Regions from separate parts of the Gossypium arboreum genome. Here region 1 is linked to region 2. Evidence: chromatin contacts called from public Hi-C data. All regions are on one chromosome and are shown on one strand. Each heading gives the region's core, a stretch centred on a gene start, on an enhancer-like site or on the middle of the called end of the contact. The rest is flanking DNA. Distances are from core to core; before and after follow the strand shown. Region 1 holds the start of LOC108456894 (plasma membrane ATPase 1-like). Region 2 holds the start of LOC108456895 (inositol hexakisphosphate and diphosphoinositol-pentakisphosphate kinase VIP2).

The links. Hi-C and Micro-C count contacts between places; a contact is called where the count stands out from the background.
Region 1: a contact with region 2 is called in a Hi-C map of leaf, with 2.6 times the contacts expected there. The contact joins the promoter of LOC108456894 here to the promoter of LOC108456895 in region 2. A contact is called at or near these places in 3 of 5 Hi-C or Micro-C datasets (all in leaf).

Annotation. Positions count from the first base shown.
Region 1 is chr9:6,618,622-6,623,312 of ASM2569848v2, forward strand. LOC108456894 (plasma membrane ATPase 1-like) reads left to right here and starts at 3,111. Exons shown (of 21, transcript XM_017755627.2): 1 at 3,111-3,605; 2 at 3,718-3,837; 3 at 3,933-4,031; 4 at 4,103-4,240; 5 at 4,315-4,449; 6 at 4,544-4,691. The coding sequence starts at 3,552.
Region 2 is chr9:6,474,601-6,479,419 of ASM2569848v2, forward strand. LOC108456895 (inositol hexakisphosphate and diphosphoinositol-pentakisphosphate kinase VIP2) reads left to right here and starts at 1,922. Exons shown (of 30, transcript XM_017755629.2): 1 at 1,922-2,371; 2 at 2,557-2,616; 3 at 2,949-2,995; 4 at 3,751-3,834; 5 at 4,708-4,771. The coding sequence starts at 2,297.

The DNA.
Region 1 (4,691 bases), core at 1,861-4,360, 150 kb after region 2:
TTTTTGAGTCAGCTCGAATAAGTAATTGGAGTTTTGAGTCTAGTTGAATTTTACAATTTGAATAACTCGAATAATTCGAATAACATATTGGTGTAAATATCCCTTTGGTCCCTATCAATTTTGAAAATGAGCAAATTGGTCTCTCTCTCTTAACAAAGATTACAAAAAAAAATTTAAAAGTTATAAAATTATAAAATATCTAAAGAATATATAAAAAATTTAAAATTTTTTAAAATAATAATTTTAGGATCTAAATAAGTTAATTAATAATTCAAGTTTATCATGTTAAAGTATTTTTTTTTCTTATTGTGTTTTGAAATATTTTTAAAATATATATAGTTTCAAATTTAAATGCTCTAATATGAAATTAGTTATATTGTAACAAAATTTTAATTTAACATATTTAATTTTTTAATTTAACTCGAACAATTTCACTCGATTCAACTAGACTTAAATTTCATTTCACTCGACTCTATTCGAAAAAATTCAAATCGAGTTAGAATAATAAAATAAGACTCATCAACTGAATTAACTCGAAATTTTTTTACTTGATTGAGTGAAACACTCGCTGCTAATCTTGTTACAACTTTAAAATTGGAGGTTTCCTTTTTAAGGAATCTTACAATGAAAACTAATTGTCACTTAACAATTAATGCATATGAAGAAAATATAATTACAAATTGGTCTTTTTTTTTTTGGTTTTGGTTTTTTGGTAGCTAAGCAATCATATTAAATAAAGTTTTAGTAAAAAATGGGAAACCTTAAAATATTAAAACCTATAGATGTTCATATCTACTTAATTGCATTCTTTGGTAGGTTTATACACCAAACTTTGAATGATTTATGGAATTATTTTTCAACTTAACCACATCTTTGTTGATCTAATCTTGGGGTGGTTGATCCTATAATTATATTTTTTGTTGTCGAAATTTGAATATTTAAATTTATTGAACCTTATTTTATAAAATAATTATACAACTGAAAATTGTAAATAAAATTATAATAATAAAAATAAAAAAAATTTGAGCAAAAGGGTTGAAATTCAACCCATCTAGGGCCTTCCTACCATGGACAAACTTTATTATTATTATTAGTATTATTACTTGTACATATGTATAATTGAAATGTAATCTTCTGTTGCCTAATTTTCAAATGGGGGTGTCGTGTGGGATGGGGAACAAATAGCCCAACTAAGACTTGAAAACGATCTTTCTCTTTCTTTTTCTTTTTTTCTTCTAAGGAAAATTTATATTAGAGAGTAATGCAATTCAGTATATTTAAATTTATATTTTTTAAATTAATAATAATATTTATATCAATCAATTAAGATTCAATCGGTAATTTTTTCTTTAAATAATTATCGGTTAGTGTTTTTATATTTTGAAAGCAATAAATCATGTGGTGTGGTGCATGGGTTTATTATATTTAACAATTTAAATATATTTTTCGATTAAATTTTAACTCGATTGATATAAATATTATTAATGTAATAAGATATGAATTGAATGCACTGAGATGCATTATTATCCTATTTATATTGATAAAATATAAAGAAAATATTTATATTTATTTTAAAATTAAATAAAGTATTATATATTGTAATATCCAATAATTATATTGATAGAATATATGAGTTGTCAAGTCAATAAGTCCCCATCTTTCTTAATTTATTTGTATACCTTACTTTATGTAATATATAATTAAAATATATTTTTTATTATATTTTAGATTTTAAAATTCATATCTAATTATTAATCCTATTAAATAACATTTTAAAATAAAAAAATGTTTTATTAAACGTAAATTTAATAAAAGAATTTCAAATGTAATAAAAGTAGAAGGACTTAAAAGCAAAATTTTGCAATAGTTTTAAGAAAATACTTTCACCTAACCATTTGTTATCTAGAATTCTAAAGTAAAAGTGCATCAAATATATGAAGTGGGTTTTGAAATTCTAAAACATATGAAATTGTAAAGAAAAAAAATGGGAAACTATAAAATTTATTTAAAGTTGCTTAAAAAGACATCTTTTACATGCAAAAAAACAGAACAACCTTTAGTCAATGTCATTGAAAAAGTTAAAATTAAATTAAAAAGAAAACCTTTTAGTTTTACATTCCTACCCATCATAACTTTAATGTTAATAATAAAGTAGTTAATACCGTATTGATGGACGTACATTTTCAGTATTGATATATATTGGTATTAATTTATTTTGGTTTATTATTTCGGATTTATTATTATTAAAATTTTAAATATATATATAAAATATTGATAAATATCAAATAATAAAATTAAATAAATCTCAAAAATAAAATAGTAATCAATTATATAAAATATTCTTTAACAAATTTTAGAAATATAATTTATGGTTAAACAAACTCAAAATAAATAAACAAAAATTTATTTTATAAATTAAAAATAATATTATCCCACACTATACTTATAACAAACCATAATTCAACAAATCCAATATTATTAAATTTATATTTATATTTTTAAATTTTAAATTAATAAAGGTAAAATTGTACTTGACCCTCTTAAAATTATTAAAATTTAATTTAATCTTTTAAAAATTATAAAATACATAATATTAAAATAGTGAAATAGTGAAATTATATTCCTAAAAAAAAAATTTTGGCTTCACCTCTATAGGTAAAATAAATTGGTATAAACGACATTAACAGGAAAAATTGGATTAGGTTCCAATCAGCATAAACGATACCATAATGCAATTAAGTACCTTAATTAATATTAAATTATATCATCCCATAATTTTAATATTGCATTAAATGCAAAAGTGAGTGAGATATTTATTTTAATTAGTAAAATAAAAAAGAAATAAAGTGAGAATGGGTGAAAATGGTAAAAAGGTGCACCTAACTTAAACGCAAAAGAATTTTTTTAATTTAAATAAAATAATAATTTTTTTTGGTATAGTTCGAATAATCAATACGATTAGCGAATCAAACTCAAATTATATTTGAGACTATCAACATATTTAACCATTAGACTATCATATGGCTAATTATTTAATTTAATTTAATATTCAATTTTCAAGTTAATAATGAGTATTTGAAGAGATTGAAATTAATAATTTCAGTTAGTATTGTATATATTTCTAAATATAAAATAAAAAAATACTTTAAAATAAATTAAATTTGTTTTCCAAAATAGAATCATGAAGAACAACAAAAAAATAAAAAAGAGAATTCAAAAAATATAGAGAAGATGATAGTAACAGGGAGGGTACCAGCCAAGTACATAATCTAACTTTGTCCATGGTTATCAAAATTATCCCTACTTTAGAACAATCCTACCCTTAAAAAAAATAAGTAATTTGGCTCATTTGTTATTGATATTCTTATGAGACAAAACAAACAATATTAACCAGAAAGATAGAAAAAACAGAGTATTTGCAGAGGAAATGATGGAGTCTGTTTTCTGTCTCCTCAATTTCTGATTTTCTTTGTGTTTTAAGTCTTTCAAATTCTCTCCTTTTGTTTTAGTCTTGTGGTGTCTAAGGTCTGAAAAACACCAACTTTATTGATATGGAAAACAAGGATGAAACTTTGGATGCTGTGCTTAAGGAAGCTGTTGATTTGGTATAATAACCCTTTTGCTTCCATTTCTCTTTAAAGAAAAAATTCTGGGATTTTTTGTTTTGTTTTGTTTTGTTTTGATATTTGATGAATTTGAGGCTTGTTTTGAGTGTAGGAAAATGTGCCACTTGAAGAAGTTTTTCAAACTTTGAGGTGTAACAGAGATGGTTTAACCACTGAAGCTGCAGAGCAAAGGCTTTCGATTTTTGGCTATAATAAGCTTGAGGAAAAACAGGTGTTTTTTTTTCTTTCTGAGAAAAAGGACTAATTGTCTTAGTTAATTAAGTTTTTTCAAGTAAACAAGAGCTTCTTTTTTCTGGGTTTTTGCAGGAGAGTAAAATTTTGAAGTTCTTGGGGTTTATGTGGAACCCTCTCTCATGGGTTATGGAAGCTGCTGCTATCATGGCTATTGCTCTTGCCAATGGAGGAGTGAGTATATATATATATGTTTAGTAACTTAAAGTTTTAAGGATTCCCTTGAATGATGTTTGGTTTTGCAGGGGAAACCACCTGACTGGCAAGATTTTGTTGGGATTATTACTCTTCTTATTATTAATTCAACAATAAGTTTCATAGAAGAGAACAATGCTGGCAATGCAGCTGCTGCTTTAATGGCTCGTCTTGCTCCTAAAGCTAAGGTAGTATGGAAGAACAAGCCACCCTTTTGAATGACCTTCACAAGAAATTGCTTGACTTAAAAAATCATTTTCAGGTTTTTCGAGATGGGAAGTGGTCTGAAGAAGAGGCCTCTATTCTTGTTCCAGGTGATATCATCAGCATTAAACTCGGGGACATTATTCCGGCAGATGCTCGACTCCTCGATGGTGATCCACTCAAAATCGATCAGGTTAAGTTTGAAAACAACAATGGATTCATTGTACTGTTGGATGAACTGAGATTGTATCAGTTTAACTTTCATATTGGGTTTTCACGTGTTGCAGTCTTCATTAACTGGTGAGTCTCTTCCGGTAACGAAAGGCCCTGGTGACAGTATTTACTCGGGTTCTACATGCAAACAAGGAGAGATTGAAGCCGTCGTGATCGCCACCGGTGTTCATACGTTCTTCGGCAAAGCTGCTCACCTTGTTG
Region 2 (4,819 bases), core at 672-3,171:
CCAAGCGTCAATGTAGTAACAATTGTTAAATATAAGACATACAAAAAATTTAAATTCCAATAAATAATAATTTAACTCCATAACTAATGAGTATTTTATATTTGAAATTAATCAATATGGATTCATACCTATGTCAATATAAAAATGATTACGATACTAACTATCTTGGTTTGATGAATTCCTAATGGCCAGAAAATGTTTCCATGGTGAAATCAGTCCATGGAAGAGGGCACCATTACAAATGTTGAAGTCAAACCATTCAAATACCAAAACCCACAAAGAAATATGAAAATTTTAAACCTTTTATCTATTTTTTATTTATTTTGGAAATCATTTTAGGTTATTTGTTGAAGAATTATTGCTATGATTGCCTTTCTAAAGAGGATAATGATTAGGTTCTATGTTGAAGAAGAGGATTTTTGAAATTTAAATAGTTCTTTAGATTTTATATAAATTTTATTTTTTAATTTTTAGATTTTATTAAAAAATATAATGAGTAAATCCGTATAAATTCTTTATTTATTTGGTCATTTTGTGTGATCAAATTAATTAATTAATCGTTACATTATTTACACGATTATTTAAAATATAAAATAAATGTGAATACATAATATTAGTTTAATAGTAAATTTAATTTTCACGTATATATATATCAGATGGAACTAAATTGGAAAAAAATGATCTGGAAAAAAAATAAAATTAAAAAGATTAAATTCAGTAAAAATGGAGCCTTAATTTGGAAGCGAAACGTGCGGGGAACTCTTTAAATTCTCCACAATTATCATTAATTACGTTACACGCTTTCACCTTAATTTTACTAACGAATCCTTCTTTAACAAAAATTCAATTACAACATGTTTATCATTTGTTCAACCTTCAAAATCTTGACGAGTAGAGGCTTAGATGGTCAATTACAATCATTCCCCTTTTCACAACAAGTTTCATTTCTATCTCTCTATCATAATCTTTTTCCTCATTTGCTTAGATCATAATCTAATTTACGTGTATATTATATTAATAATTAATTAATTTTTAAAATATTATACACCTGAATATTATTTTTAATACGTCTCATTAAATATAAATTTAAGGATTAAAAAACAAAAACCAAATTAATATTTCTTTTAAAATTAACAAAATAAATATATGCTTTTGGAGAATTTAAAACTCAAAATAGTTTGTAATTTAAGTAATGTACAAAATATTATAAAAATAGTGTCATGGTCATCTAAAAGAAGGCAAACTTTTTCATATATTCTTTTGACTAATATACTCCAACAATAACCCATCAACGAACCACATTAAAAGTAAGCAATTACATGTGAGCTGTGAGTTGTAACATGTGACATGTTCATGAATTCAATAATAACAAAAAAAAAAAAATTTATTCATTTACTTATTTACTTATGCCATGTTATTGTATTTATAATTTAATTTCAATTTATTTACTTATTCAAAAGTAATCTATTTTCTTAATAAAAATGTGTCTAGCTGAATGTACATTCTCGTTCTCTTTCTAAAAACAACCTAAAAGTCTAATTAAAAAAAAATTAGGCATTAACCCCTAATTTTGGCGTGAAATAGAGAATTATCAAGGTCAGCCACTTGTTGAAAGATTTGAAGTTGCGCCACCCCTTTTTTTTAAGGATAATGTTTTGGGTAGTAATAAAATAATAGTTTATGGAAAATGACACACACAGCACCAAATTTGTTACTTGTCAGTTGATGTGTAAAAAATAAATTTCCAGAACTAAAATCTCCAATATAAAAGCATGGAATAAATAAAAAACAAAAAACCTTTTAACTTTACACGTCCCCTTCAGTTTCCTAAAGCAAAATCATGATCCACTTGCATATTCCAGAATCCAAAATCTCTTGCTCCCAAACAAACATCCCCCAATAACATATATCTATATTTTTAAATTTAAATAAATAAATAAATAAATAAATAAAACAAATATGGAAAATAAAATCCGCTGATTTTTATTCATGTTTGGCTCCAAAACCGTTCCATTTCATTTTCATCTCTAATATTTTTCGTGACTCATACTCACCGCCTTGCTTGCTTTCTTCTTAGCTGAACCGGGCTCTCTGTTTTTCTTTTCGTTAAAAAAAAAGCCTTCTAGCTCTTGCATACGTATTCGTATACGTATTTCGTATAGAATACACCTATCTGGAGAAACTTCCTGTTCCGGTTGGTGTTGTGGCGGTGATTGGAAGCTGAAGATATTCGTTTGGTGTTTTCGCATCGTTTTCTGAGCGAAAAAGAAAAAAAAAAAAAAAAGAAAGGGAAGAGATGGGAGGAGGAGATGAAGAAGAAATTAGAGGAAATAAGAAGATAACTGTTGGAGTTTGCGTCATGGAAAAGAAGGTGAAATGCGGAAGCGAGGTTTTTTAACCATCTTTTGTTCGCTCGAGTTTTCTACTAAATATATGAAAACTATACTTTTTTTAATGAAAACTTATTAAGAGAATGTATGATTTATTTAGTACATATTGCTCTGTTTTACTTCTTAAATTTAGAGCTTTTGAAAGTTTTCGGGTTTCTATTTGCAGGTTTTTTCTGCTCCAATGGGACAGATTCTGGACAGGCTTAAGGCTTTTGGCGAATTTGAGGTAGATCGTATATATTTTCTAAAGCCTAAATTTAAATGCATCTGCTTTATTTTTATTTTATTTTATTTTTAAAGTGAGGTAAATTTATGGAATTTGAATTAGTTGAGGAGAAATATAACTGCTGACTTGTGCGATATATGTATTTTTAGTTTTTGTGAGGATAATCATGATTTATTGAAAAAAAAAATTTAGTGTAAATTCTCTAGTTTTTATTAAATACTATGGGGGAATTTGTTAGTCCGTGTAGGCATGGAAGTGCGCGTGTTAAATTTTATGTTGTTTTATTCCTATAGATTCCTTGTACTGCAATGTTTCTTTTCTTTTTGTTGTAGATTATATATTTTGGCGATAAAGTTATTCTTGAAGAACCAATAGAAAGGTACGTTTTCAGCAAATTGGTTGAAACACAACGATTGTGATTTACATTACGGTATTGCTGATAATATTGGTTATAATTAGTATAATCTTTGTTATTGGGACTCTTTACTTTCCCTAAATCATTCCTGTTCTGCACCTGTGTGTCTGACTTTGAGACATGATTTTAAGGGGTATGATCTCCAAACTGTGTGGATATATACTTGTATCCAAACTTCTCTAGAGTTCCAAGTCCGGTAACATATATATTTTTAATTTTCTTGTGAATTTCAATAGTTTGAACGTTAATGTTGATAAAAAAGAAGGAAAATATAGAAGAGTTGTGGAGGAGGGCCAACATTTGCAAATTAAATGTCCTGTTGAAGTCAGCACAAACTGGTTGCATTTACCTTGAAAATTTTGAAGTCTTCAGTTTAGCAGTTCCATCTCCCCATTGATTAACTGTTTTGACATTTGTTATTCTTTCAAAGAGTTTGAGCGGAGCAACTATGTCACTGAACATTAGTCCCTTGTTTGACATTTTACCTTCTCTTCCCCCCCCCCAAAAAAAAAACTCTCTCTCGTCTTCTAGGAGGACTGTCTGAGTTTTAGGAGGGAATTAAGGTAGAGGATTAGACAGAGAGCCATGTATATTTGCATAACTGATGAATATAATTCTTGATATTTTGGTTGCAATTCATGTTACTTCTCTGCCGTATTTAGGTTGAGAGGTTCTTTGTCATTAAATTGTCTAATATATGATAGTTTTGCATATTTCAGCTGGCCAATCTGTGATTGTTTGATTGCATTCTACTCCTCTGGGTACCCCCTTGAGAAAGCTGAAGCATATGCTGCTTTAAGGAAGTAAGTTCTTTTAATATAGATATTGTTTATTTTTATGCATGTATTCTATGTGCAAGTTCAAAATGAGTTATCATTCCATTTCAAATTGCAGGAAATTTTACCTAAATTTATATTTTAATATGATTACTTATTCTAATTCTTAACATGGAAAACTTGATATAATGATTTCAAAACTTTGGGATCAAACCTTCTGAGTAGACTTTATGGATATTTGAGCTGTTAATTAGGCCTCCTTATTAACAAGGAACATGCTAAATGTTGACCAAATTAAAATTGAAAAGTTAGGGAAGATTTCTAAGACAGGATACTAGGGCGAATATCTGGTAATTTGCTTTGAAAGCTTAATACAGGTCTTAAATGAGAATCTGTAATTAATGTAAGAAAAGAAATTATTTATAATAATTCTGATTGGATCTTAGATCTAAATTGCCAAGCATCAGCATGCAAAGTTTGCCTCATCAGTCCATCCATATGGAGAAGATTTAGGTCTTTGCAGCTGTAATATATTTTGGACTCTAAGGAGATTGACCATTAGAGGATGCTCAAGAGCAGCGGATAGGTGATGATTCAGTTATTTTCTCTCTAATTGAGGTAGGAAAATTAAAATTTGGGTCGTGCATGACTGCAACAGGAGCCACCTTTATATATTTAGTGGCATGTTTTCTACTAGTAAACTATCATTTAAGTCTTCAGTTAGAGTGTAGACCTGCACTAAGTTTGGCCTTCTTATATTGAAGTATAATCTAACTGGTGTCTTCATCTGATTGTTCATCTTAAATATACTCAACCAATATTTTGAAGATTGTAGAAATTTGATTTCTATTATAGTTTCTAATTAATTATTTTTGCAACTGTTTCTTCTCTATGATTCAGACCATTCCTTGTGAATGAGTTGGACCCACAACACCTTCTCCATGATCGACGGAAGGTTTATGAGGTATACATTCTAAACTTCCATCTTCACGTCAAGATTTTTGATCCATAA